Regions from separate parts of the Sus scrofa genome. Here region 2 is linked to region 1. A link is a contact called in public Hi-C data. All regions are on one chromosome and are shown on one strand. Each heading gives the region's core, a stretch centred on a gene start, on an enhancer-like site or on the middle of the called end of the contact. The rest is flanking DNA. Distances are from core to core; before and after follow the strand shown.

Region 1 (6,022 bases), core at 1,264-3,763:
CTAGATCAGGGATCAAACCTGTGCCTCAACAGCAACTCGAGCCACAGCAGTGACAACACAGGATCCTTAACCTGCTGTGCCACCAAGAACTCCCTCTGATAACTTTTAGATCATACCACTGAACTGGGTAAGAAATTACAAAAGTCTAATGGAAAACCTGATGACTTCCTTCAGATCGACAGGAATTAATTACATCGGACTGAATGAACTGATAAATATGATTAATAATTTTATGAATTTTTTTGAAGTGAACTGGCTTTTAATCTTTGTTTCCCAGGAAAACCTTTCTTCCTAGGCTAAGACCTACAAGTTGGTAATATACACTTTTGTGAACAAAGATGAAACATTGATCTTTTTCTCTCTACCTTATCCTTCTAGAATTTGGCTTCTCTACCTGGCTCCCCTATGGACTTTATGGCCTATTGTGAGCAGACTACAACTAATTATACTAATTGTTATTTTAATGAGTTCTCTCTTGTATTCAAATTATATATGCCTCGTGCCTCTCTTTGCTACACTATAACTTTACTAATGCACCAGATATATTATTTATACCCTGTCTATTTTATAAGATTGTAGTCTTTTGCATTACCCAATGTGTTACCAAGACCTCCAACAAAATTAATGGTGCCTCAAGACAGTTAATCATATTTATAACTCTAATAGAATAATTTTAATAGTACAACTCTAGGGAGTTCCCGTTGTGGCACGGTGGTTAACGAATCCAACTAGGAACCATGAGGTTGCAGGTTCGGTCCCTGGCCTTGCTCAGTGGGTTAAGGATCTGGCGTTGCCGTGAGCTGTGGTGTAGATTGCAGACGCAGCTTGGATCCCGTGTTGCTGTGGCTCTGGCGTAGGCGGGAAGCTACAGCTCTGATTTGACCCCTAGCCTGGGAACTTCCATATGCTGCAGGAGCGGCCCTAGAAAAGGCAAAAAGAAAAAAAAAAAAAGTACAACTCTAAACATGGTTAGAAACAACAACGGAAAATATCTCAACAGAAAATATTACAACAGAAAAATTGTAATAAACTAATGGGAGTTCCTGTCATGGCGCAGTGGAAATGAATCTGACTAGAAACCATGAGGTAGTGGGTTTGATCCCTGGCCTCGCTCGGTAGGTTAAGGCTCTGGTGTTGCCATGATCTGTGGTATAGGTCACAGACACAGCTTGGATCTGGCATTGCTGTTGCTGTGGTGTAGGCCAGCAGCTGTAGCTCCAATTAGACCCCTTGCCTGGGAACCTCCATATGCTGTGGGTGCCGCCGCAAAAGGCAAAAAAAAAAAAAAAAAAGTAATAAACTAGTTAGACAAGCCGATCTACAGAATTTGAGATTACCAACAGGGCCTAATCAAAAAAAAAAAAAAAAAAAAAGAAAAAAAAGAAAAAAAAATTCAGCACATCTAATGGCCTATCAACAGAAATCTTTGCCTGATCTAGTTAGGAATGAGCTTTCCTAGTGCTGTGGGACAAAACCAGTCATGAAACGCTCCCAAACACTGACTGAATTAATGACCAAAAAGAGGTGCTCTGGACATAGAATGACAGTCTGTCATACTAACAAACAAAGGTCCTGCAGCCAGCATGCCATCAGCCACTGCAGCTGTCCACCCCCAAGGTGCACCCTGGGGGGATTCAGGATGGAGAAACACAGGACACTGGTCCTAGACAGTCAAGATGCAAATAAAAGGAATGATTTCAGTGAACCCAGACTCTTACATCTTACATAGAAAAGGGCTAAATATGTGAAATTTCAGATGTCAGCTTTTCCTTAATTAGTAGAAATCTTTTGATATTTTGACTACTGGGTCTTTGCTGCAAAAACCCCTATATATCCAGGCTCCTCCCTTACCTCTTCTGCCCCTGGGACCAATCTGAGATGCTGTACCCTGGGCTTACGTACTCATAAAGTTTGCGGAATAAAACACAATTCTCAACTTTTAGGTTATGCTTTTTTTTTTAGTTGACCAAGGTTAAGAAAGATTCAAGAAAAGTTCCTGGGCAAGGTAAAAAGTATCGCTGCTCCTCTTGCTCACAGAGTGAGGTCAAACCCCAGCTCCAGCCTCCTTCTTTCCGCGCTCCAGGCAAGGAAGCCAGCCTCCGCCAAGGCCACCCTCTCACCGCCCCCTTCAGGCAGGCGCCCCCCACCTTGGGGGACTCAAGCCCGACTACCGCGCGGGAGCCTAAGCTCTCCTCACCCCTCACCCTTCCACGTTTCCTCTACCTCCACGCGCCTAAGCTATGCGCTCACCTGTCCCCGGGGTACCTGTCTCTCGGGTCGGAACTACCGAGCCGCCGTGGGCAAGTAGGGAGAGCTCCCGGGGAAGGCGGAGGAACCAGGCCCGGATCGTGAGGAGGGGTACAGGCCGCGCACTCGCCGCTGGTGGGGAAAGAACCTGGACGACATCTCCCAGCAGCCCCTGCGCCGCCCGGAGAAGCGAGTCTGCGCCCTGCGTCAAGGCTTGCTCAGCTCGCGGGTCGTGATTGGCAGGGACGCGTGCGCGTGCGTGTGAGCGAGGGCCGGACGCGGCGTGGGACGCGGCGTGGGGAGGGCGTGGGCGCTAGGAGGCCGGGTGGGAGGGCGCAGCGGCCGCCGGTTCTGGACTGCGCGGGGCGTGGAGGCCTAGTCCGGAGCGCGCCGGCTGCGGCCCCTGCCATTGTGACGGCGTCGTCCCCGCCCCGGATCTCCCAGGTGCGGAGCCTCCGGGTGCTGATCGCAGGTACGCACGAAAGGGCCGGTTTCGTGCTCGCTTCTCCGAGACGTTGTACCCCTGTTTGTTAACCTCGTCGTTCTGGGCCGGCGGTCGTTTCACCGGCAAGTGGTTTTTTTTCTCTGACTTTCGCCCCCCCGGCCTGGGTGTACCCTGGTGCCCAGGAGTTCCCGCCGTCGCGTTAGTGGGACAGGACCCTAGTACTGGAATGTGCCGGGAGGTGGTGCGGAATTTGAACCGCTTGTTCTCAGCGATGCAGAATAACGTTCTCATATTCCGGTTTACCTTTTCTTTCCCAATTGGGACTAGATGTTTAAAAATTTGAGTATGCCCTTTCCAGCGGCTGCTGAACGTGATTATGCTCATTTTTGTTAGCGTAGGAACAGGGAATGTCTTATATTCCATCGTGGTCGTACTGGCTTTAAAAAGTACGTATATGTACTACCGGCTTTAACTGGCGGATGTTATAGAAGTTATATGCTGCAAACATTGAAGTAGGTCTACTTTAAATAAACTTGGTGGCCACAAGGGGCGGATCGTTTTCTATTTCTTCGTCTAGTCTAAAAATACTCATTTAAAAAAAATTTTCACTTAATGAAATTACTTTGACATTATTTTCCTCAAAATTTATCAGTTAGTGTTATCAATATTTCCAGTGTTTTAAGATTGAGTGGGTTTGTGTGTACTCTTTAAAAGAAACAAACTGCATCTCCAGCTCCTAGCTTCCTGATCTTCATTTGCTTGTTATTTATTTTTATATCAAGTAGATTAACTGGAGGTGTGTTTGTGTTTAACCCATTTTTGTTTTTCATAGACAGCTCATAATATGTTTTTATTTTCCCTTGACACTGGAGTAGTTAAACCAATCAACTTTGTACGTTAACATCTAGAATAAATGCCAGAAGAGAAGGTTGACATCAAAATTACATGGGTCCTATCGAAAGTATATGAAGAAGGTGAAGAATTTAAATTATACCTACACTGCACATACAGAATATATTGTTAAAGAAAAAAAAGGAAATAGAAGGGAAGATGGGTTATCATCCAATATGCTAGCTAAAAAGCCTCTTTCATGTTAGAGATGTTGGCAAGTTAACCACCTGGGAAATACACAACCCTTTCCTGCCCTTTTTTAAACCACCTCAACATTACACTAATTTTTCTCTATGACCTGACTAATCTCCTCTCGTTTCAATTAAAATTGTCCCTTGGAGTTCCCGTCATGGCTCAGTGGTAACAAACCCAACTAATATCCATGAGGATGTGGGTTTCATCTCTGGCCTCGATCAATGGGTTAAGGATCCAGTGTTGCTGTGAGCTGCGGTGTAGATCGCAGATGTGGCTCGGATCCTCTGTTGCTGTGGCATAGGCTCTGACAGCTGTACCTCCGATTTGACCCCTAGCCTGGGAACTTCATATGCTGCAGGCGAGGTCCTGAAAAAGCAAAAAAAAAAAAAAAAAAAGCCCATCACGGACTTCCAGTTGTGGCTCAGCAAGTTGAGAACCCGATATAGTATCCAGGAGGATGTGGGTTTGATACTTGGCTTCAATCAGTGGGTTAAGGATCCATTTCTGCAAGCTGCAGCATAGGTGACAGATGCAGCTGATTCCCCTGTTGCCATGGTTGTGGTGTAGGCCAGCAGCCCGTAGCTCTGATTCAAACCCTAGCCTGGAAACTTTCATATGCTGCACATAGGGCCCTAAAGAAAAAAAAAATTGTCCTTTCTTGCCAAGCCTCCTGGACACTGCATTGCACACATTCCTGCCCTTTCTTGAAAATTGTTCATTTGTTCTTTTCGTTCCTTTTCTCAGCACGTGGCTCTTAGCATGTGCCAGTCTCAGGGCAGGTTTTGAGAAATATCGTAAATGAAGTCTGCTTATCAGTATTTTATGTAAACATGTCAAAATTCTGTTTTGAGCACAGTGGTAACATCAGGGTGATAGTGGCCTCATAGAATGAGTTTGGGAGTATTCTTTTCTCTGCAATTTTTTGGAGTAGTTTCAGAAGGATAGGTACTAACTCTTCTATAAATGTTTTCTAGAATTCGCCTATGAAACCATCTGGTCTTGGACTTTTGTTTTTTTGGAAGTTTTTTAATCACAGTTTCAATTTCAGTATTTGTGATTGGTCCTTTCATCTTTCTTTTTCTTTCTGGTTCAGTCTTTGAAGATTCTAAGATGCTAAGAATTTGTCCATTACTTCTAGGTTGTCCATTTATTGGCATATAGTTGCTTGTGGTGGTCTGTTATGATCTTTTGTATTTCTGTGATATCTGTCGTAACTTCTCCTTTTTCATTTCTGATTTTATTGATTTGAGCCCTCTTTTTTTCTTGATGTGTCTGCTAACGGCAACGCCGGATCGTTAACCCACTGAGCAAGGGCAGGGACCGAACCCGCAACCTCATGGTTCCTAGTCGGATTCGTTAACCACTGCGCCACGACGGGAACTCCAGTTTTCTTGATCTTTACAAAGAACCAGCTTTTTGTTTCACTGATCTTTTTGTTTGTTTTCTTTGTTTCTATTTCATTTATTTTTGCTCTTTGTGATTTCTTTCCTTCTACTCACTTTGGGTTTTGCTTGTTCTTTGTTCTCTAGTTGTTTTATCTTACTTATTTATTTCCTATTCCAGACTAGAAGTCAGATCTGAGCTGCAATAGTGACCTACGCTGCAGCACCACATCCTTTAACCCACTGTGCCTGGCTAGAGATCAAACTTGTGTCCTAGTGCTGCAAAGACACTGCCAATCCCATTGTGCCACAGTGGGAACTCCTTTCCAGTTGCTTTAGGTATAAAGTTAGTTTGAGATTTTTCTAGTTTCCTGAAGTAGGCTTGTATTACCATAAACTTCCCTCTTAGAACTGCTTTTGCAGCATCCCAGAGGCTTTGTTTTTTTTTAATTTTTTTTGTCTTTTTGTCTTTTCTAGGGCTGCACCTGCAGCATATGGAAGTTCCCAGGCTAGGGTCTAATCGGAGCTGTAGCTGCCAGTCTATGCCAGAGCCACAGCAACGCCAGATCCAAGCTGCATCTGCGACCTACACCACAGCTCAGGGCAACATCAGATCCTTAACCCACTGAAATGAGGCCAGGAATTGAACCTGCAACCTCATGGTTGCTAGTCGGATTTGTTAACCACTGAGCCACGATGGGAACTCCCCATTCCAGAGGCTTTGGATCATTGTGTCTTCATTGTCATTTGTCTAGGTTTTATTGTTTTTATTTTTGCTTTTTCGCCTTTTAAGGGTGCACCCATGGCATATGGAGGTTCCTGGGCTAGGGGTTGAATTGGAGCTGTAGCTTCTAGCCTACAC
Region 2 (6,319 bases), core at 351-2,850, 150 kb before region 1:
AACTTAGCAGATGGTCCCCTCTAGTCCAGAGGCAGTAAGCTTGGAGGGTGAGGGCACTTTCTCTCACTAGTTGTATGACTTTTCTTCAACTTCTTAGCTTCCTTTGTTCTTTAAATCAACAAGTATTTAAGCAGCTCTACTCTAAGAGCTGGGCGTGGCATATAGAGTTCTTGGCAAGGGGCAGATCCGAGTAGCAGTCAGATCTAAGCCAAAGCTGCAGCAACACCCGATCCTTAACCCACTGTGCCAGACAGGGGATCGAACCTGTGACCCAGTGAGCTCCTAAGACACCACAGAGCCCACTGCGCCAAGCAGGAACTCCAAGATCCTTTTTTTTCCTTCTTTTTTAGCCTCAAGTGTGGCAAATGAAAGTTCCCAGGCTAGGGGTCTAATAGGAGCTGTAGCTACAGGTCTACACCACACCCAGGGCAACACGGGATCCAAGCCCCGTCTGAGACCTATGCCACAGCTCATGGCAACCCCGGATCCCTAACCCACTGAGAGAGGCCAGGTATCCAACCTGCATCCTCTCGGATACCAGTTGGGTTCGGTACTGCTGAGCCACGACTGAAACTCCCAGATCTTTTTTTGAATGTAGCTGCCTACACCTATAAATTTCCCTTGAGCACTGCTTACCTGCAACCCCCAAGTTTTGGTATGTTATATTTTATTTATCTCAAAGTATTGTCTAATTTCCCTTTTGATTTCTTTGACCCAATGGCTGTTTAAGGGTGTTATTTAATTTTGCACATATCGGTGGGTTTTCCAGTGTTCCTTCTGCTATTGATTTCTTTTCCGTTAAGGTCTGAGAAGACGCGTTGGGTGGTAATGAACTTGAAAACACTGACTTCTACGTAATAAATTAATGTACCACTTCATATAGCTGTAACGAGGATTAAAGAATCTGTACGAAGCACTCAGAAGTGACTGGGCAGAGCAATAAGTGAATAAATGGTAGCTATTACAGGAGAGCCCACTACACTGGAAAAACTGGAAAGCTCAGAGCGCCCCGCCCAGGGGCCTCCCACAGCGCGGTGGGTCCCGTCCTGCCCAGCTCTCGTCCTCGGGCCCCAGATCTCCGCCCTGGCCCCTGCTCGGGTCCCCCAGCACTCGGCCTCCGTCCACCGCCCCCATCCCGGACTCGTCCTCAGTCCGTCCCATGTCTCCCATCCCACCTCCGCCCCGTACCTTTTCTCCGCCCGATGGTCCACTCCCGCTTTCTCAGGAGGACGTGCGGCTCGCCCTCCTCGGCGCCCAGGCGGAGGAGCCTCCCCCACGGCTGCTGCTGCGGCAGCTGCTCTCCTTCCCCGGGCCGCTCCATCGGATTCACATCTGACGAGCCCCGGAAACGTCGGGTGAGACTCTGGCCGCAAAGGCGGGGGCTGGGGCCGCCGCTTCTCCCGCAGCTGCCCGGGCCTCGGCGCCCCCGCCACGCTGCTGCGGGCCGCGCCGCCGGCCTCCCCCGCGTCCCGCCCGCGCCAGCAGCCCGCTTACCCCCCGCCCCGCGCGGAACCCGGAACCGGCCGCGCCGCCGCCGCTGCTGTCAACAGACATCGCTGATCCCTCAGCTGATCCGCGGGGCGGGGCCAGCGGCGTCCGCGCCCTACGATTGGCGGGCGGTGGCGACCACCGAGCCTGGCGGCTAGAGCGGAACAGGGGCGGTGGCCATCTAGAGTGGACGTGGGGAGGTGAGCCGAGCGTGCGCAGACCGGAGGATGGGGCCGGGACGACATCTTTGATGCTGGCCGAGACCTCTAGATCTCCGAGGATCTCGGAAGTAGCTGCCGTCGACGCCATGATAAGTCCGGGCAAAAGGGACTGAGTAACTTGGGTATTGGGCACCGAAGCAAATTCTCAAAGCCGCGTTGGAAGGGCAGATGGCTTATAGATATGTGACAAACGACGAGATAAGTGCAGGTAGAAACTTTCGGATGTCTCTTTCTCCGCGATCAGAATGTTGCTAGTGTCCTGGGAGGGCTCTGGAGAGTGCAAGCATCTCCGTTGCCAGTCGTAAGAGTATAAATTGGACCGCTTCTTGGAGGGCAGCGGTGCACACATAGTCTTTTCATTTCAAACGCACGTTTCCTTTGACTCAGCGATTCCGCCTTTTGGAATCTAGCAGAAATAAGGTGTGTGTTCCAAAAAAGGCTGCACTAGGATCATCAGTGCTGGACGCCTGAAAGTGAACGGTGGGCGAAGACTTGGTGCGGGTGGGCCAGGAGCCGAGTCATGGACTGTGCGGTCCATGACTGCGCGGTTGAGAGGAACCAGACGATATCGGACGGAGACCTCCGAAGTGGAAGAAGGCACCCAAAGGAGCGAGGGAGACATCTTTCACTGTATATTCCTTTGTGTAATTTAAACTGCATCATTTGGTGATTTTTGTTGTTGTTTGTTTTTGCTTTTTAGGGCTGCACCCGTGGCATATGGAATTTCCCAGGCTAGGGGTCGAATCGGAACTACAGCTGCTGGCCTATGCTACAGCCACAGCCACAGTAATGGGGGATCCAAGCCAACCTACACCACAGCTCATAGCAACTCCAGATCCTTAACCCAGTGAATGAGGCCAGGGATGGAATCTACATCCTCATGGATACTACTAGAAGGGTTTGTAACCTGCTGAGCCACACCAGGAACTCCATGTCAACTTTGTCATAAAGTGCATCTCTCCTTGAGTTCCCATTGTGGCTCAGCACATTCAGGATCCAACACCGTGGGAGGGTGTGGGTTTGATCCTTGGCCCCCCTCACTGGGTTAAGGATCTGGCTTTGCCACAAGCTGGGGTGAAGGTCGCAGACGTGGCTTGGATCTGGTGTTGTCATGACTGTGGCATAGGCCTGCAGCTGTGTTTCCAATTTGACCCCTAGCCTGGGAACTTCCACATGTCACAGGTGCAGCCATAAAAAGAAGAAGAAAGTACATCTCTCCTGGTCTCAGATTCAGGTCATAGGAAAGACCAGAATTTAAAATTTCTCAGAGTTATCTCATGGCTCAGCAGATGAAGGATCTGGTGTTGTCACTGCTGAGGCTTTGGTTACAGCTGTGGCGTGGGTTCCATCCCTGGCCCAGGAACTTCTGCATGCTGTGGGGCATGGCCAAAAGTAAATAAATAAATAAAATTTCTTCAAAGAAATTTAGTTTGGATAGAAAAGAAGCAAATCACAGTACCTTATTGGACTCGGTGTTGGAGACACTATGTGCCTGGCTAATCAGGCCTTTAGTTCAAATGGAAATGCTATACTCAAGAACATAGCCAAGGAGTTCCGCTCATGGCTCAGCAGTAACGAACCCAACTAGTATCCATGAGGATGCGGGTTCAATACCTGGCCTCACTCAGTGGGTTACAGATCTGGCATTGCCATGAGCTGTATTGTAGGTTGCAGATGCAGCTCAGATCTGGCGTGGCTGTGGCTGTGGCGTAGGCCAGCAAATGCAGTTCCAATTCTCCCCCTAGCCTAGGAACTTACATATGCCGCAAGTGCAGCCCTAAAAAAGCAAAAAAAAAAAAAAAAAAAAAAAAGAACATAGCCCAGCAGCTGTACAAGAAGAACTGGCAGCTTCTCCCTGGTTGAAGCTTTTCCTCTCTGCCCCTTCCCATCACTTCAGCATATTCACTGGTTCAGGTTCAAAGAATCCTTGATTCAAAGACATTCCCTGAAAATCTGGCTTAATTCACTCATGTTTTGGTTTTGGGGTCCATCAGGCTTCAGTGGCTCTCCAGCTATGCAGATATGAAAGCAGAAATACTCAGTGATCAGAACTGAAGGTCACTCTCATAGCTTTGGCTAATACCTTGATTTTCTTTTTTTTTTTTTTTTTTTTTTTTTTTGGCTGAGCCCAAAGCATGTGGAAGTTCTCCGTCCAGGGCTCAAACCTGTGTCTCATCAGTAGACCTGAGTGCTGCAGTGACAACACTGAATCCTTAACCTGCTGAGCCACAAGGGAACTCTTTACCTTGATTCTTTGGACTCTTAAATTGTTGCCAGAGTTCCCGTCGTGGCTCAGTGGTTAACCAATCCGACTTGGAACCATGAGGTTGCCGGTTCTATTCCTGGCCTCACTCAGTGGGTTAAGGATCCACCGTTGCTGTGAGCTGTGGTGTAGGTCGCAGACTTGACTCGGATCCCGAGTTGCTGTGGCTCTGGCGTAGGCCAGCGGCTACAGCTCCTATTGGACCCCTATCCTGGGAACCTCCATATGCCGTGGGAGCAGCCCAAGAAATGGCAAAAAGACAAAAAAAAAATTGTTGCCAATGGTCCAATTGTCTGGTCTGCGACTTTGAAGAGTACTGATCAACAGGGTGAAGGCCTAACTCTTTGGGGAGTTCATGTTGTGGCGCAGCAGAAATGAATTCAAATAGGAACCATGAGGTTGCAGATTTGATCTCAGTGGGTTAAGGATCTGGCATTGCCAAGAGCTGTGATGCAGATCGCAGATGCAGCTTGAATCTGATATTGCTGTGGCTGTGGTGTAGGCCAGCAGCTGTAGCTCTGATTTGACCCCTAGCCTGGGAACCTCTATGCTGTGGGTGTGGCCCTAAAAAGCAAAAAAAAGAAAAAAGAAAAAAAGAAAAGAAAGACCTAACTCTGTGGGGCTCTAGACTATAAAAACGATTTGTTAAAGTCCCTGTCATGGCTCAATGGAAATTAACCTGAAGAGTATCCATGAGGACGTAGGTTCAACCCCTGGCCTTGTTTAGTGGGTTAAGGATCCAGCTGTGAGCTGTGAGCTGTGGTGTAGGCTGGCAGCTGCAGCTCCAATTTGACCCCTAGCCTGCGAACTTCCGTATGTTTGGGTGCAGCCATAAAAAATAAAATGAAAATAAAAACAATTTGTGGCTGCCTATCAGACTATCTACAGCAGTCAAGTAGATGTCCATGGTTCTTTGAGAAAAGAAAATTATCAAGCCTTCCTTATCACTGATTACCACCTGTAATAGTCATCACACTGGAAATGGAGTGTCTCCATCATAGACTGGCAGAAGTAAAGGATTTTATTTATTTATTTTTTTGATGTAGAAGCTAGCAGGTAGCTTGTGAGGAGACAAACCTGATTCCTTGTTCCATTGAGGGAGACTTGTACTTCCTGCCAAAGTTGGCCTGTTGGTTTTATGTAGGCATATTACTTGGGGGCATTGACCTCCCTACTCCTGGAAAATTGTATCAGTCCTTTGATCCCCTTCCCAGCACTACCAGGCATGTTTCACCACTTTTGACATTTTCTTTTTTCAGGAGGTGTTATGTCATCTGATTATCTAATTTTGGACACATTGATTTGGCCCTTGAAATCTAACAAAATGAAACTCTTTTCACTTTTTTTTTTTTTTTTTTTTGCTTCCAGGGCATATGGAAGTTCCCAGGCTAGGGTCAAACGAGCTATAGCTGGCGGCCTATGCCACAGCCACAGCAACATGGCACCCAAGCTGCACCTACACTGCAGCTCACAGCAATGCTGGATCCTTAACCCATTGAGTGAGGCCAGGGAGGGAACCTGCATCCTCATGGATACTAGTCAGATTCCCTTCTGCTGAGCCATGACAGCAACCCCCTCTTTTCATGTTTTTGATTGTCTGGACCATTTGCCATCTAATGGTGGTTCATCTTTTGTTACAAAGTCTACAACAATGACTTACAGTTAAGGTATTCAAGGGACCAGCCAAACTCCTTTATTATTTCCTGTACTACTTATCTGAGTTGGGTTGTTTAGTTACTGAATTAATTTCTGGTTACTGCATGTGTTGTGGCTTAAAACAACGCAATTTGTTTCCTAATTGTTCTATAGGTTAGAAGTCCAGGAGTTCCTGTTGTGGTTCAGCAGTAACGAACCCGACTAGTATCCATTAGGATGCTTGTTCAATCCCTGCCCTTACTCAGTGGGTTAAGTATCCTGCGTTGCTGTGGCTGTGGTGTAGGTCAGCTAATTCAACCCCTAGCCTGGGAACTACCATTTGCCAAACATGCAACCCTAAAAAGCAAAAAAAAAAAAAAAAAAAAAAAAAAGGATCAAAATGGGTCTCATTCGGCTAAAATCAAAGTATTGACAGATTGTGTTCCTTCTGAAGTCTCTAGAGGAGAGTCTGTTTCCTTGTCTTTTCCAGTATTCCCTGGCTCACAGTCTCTTCCTTTCTCTTCAAAGGCAGCAATGCCTACCATCTTTCTCAATATGTGATATCTCTGTTTCTTTTTTTTTTTTTACTTCCCCAATACATTTTTTTTTCTACTGTACAGCATGGTGACCCAGTTATACATACATGTATACATTCTTTTTTCTCACATTATCATATTCCATCATAAGTGACTAGACATAGTTCCCTGTATTT

The links. A called contact is a pair of places that touch in the nucleus more often than the background predicts.
Region 2: a Hi-C map of liver shows a contact between it and region 1, with 9 times the contacts expected there. The contact joins the promoter of CHFR here to the promoter of ZNF10 in region 1. A contact is called at or near these places in 2 of 5 promoter capture datasets (fetal liver and liver), 8 of 47 Hi-C or Micro-C datasets (heart right ventricle, liver, mesenteric adipose tissue and 2 more) and 1 of 2 datasets of contacts at active chromatin or transcription factors (alveolar macrophages).

The regions. Positions count from the first base shown.
Region 1 is chr14:22,499,137-22,505,158 of Sscrofa11.1, reverse strand. It overlaps ZNF10 (zinc finger protein 10), which reads left to right and starts at 2,513. Exons shown (of 5, transcript XM_021072890.1): 1 at 2,513-2,719. It overlaps ZNF891 (zinc finger protein 891), which reads right to left and starts at 2,421. Exons shown (of 2, transcript XM_021072903.1): 1 at 2,251-2,421.
Region 2 is chr14:22,649,743-22,656,061 of Sscrofa11.1, reverse strand. It overlaps CHFR (E3 ubiquitin-protein ligase CHFR), which reads right to left and starts at 1,600. Exons shown (of 17, transcript XM_001928455.6): 1 at 1,495-1,600; 2 at 1,189-1,332. The coding sequence starts at 1,321.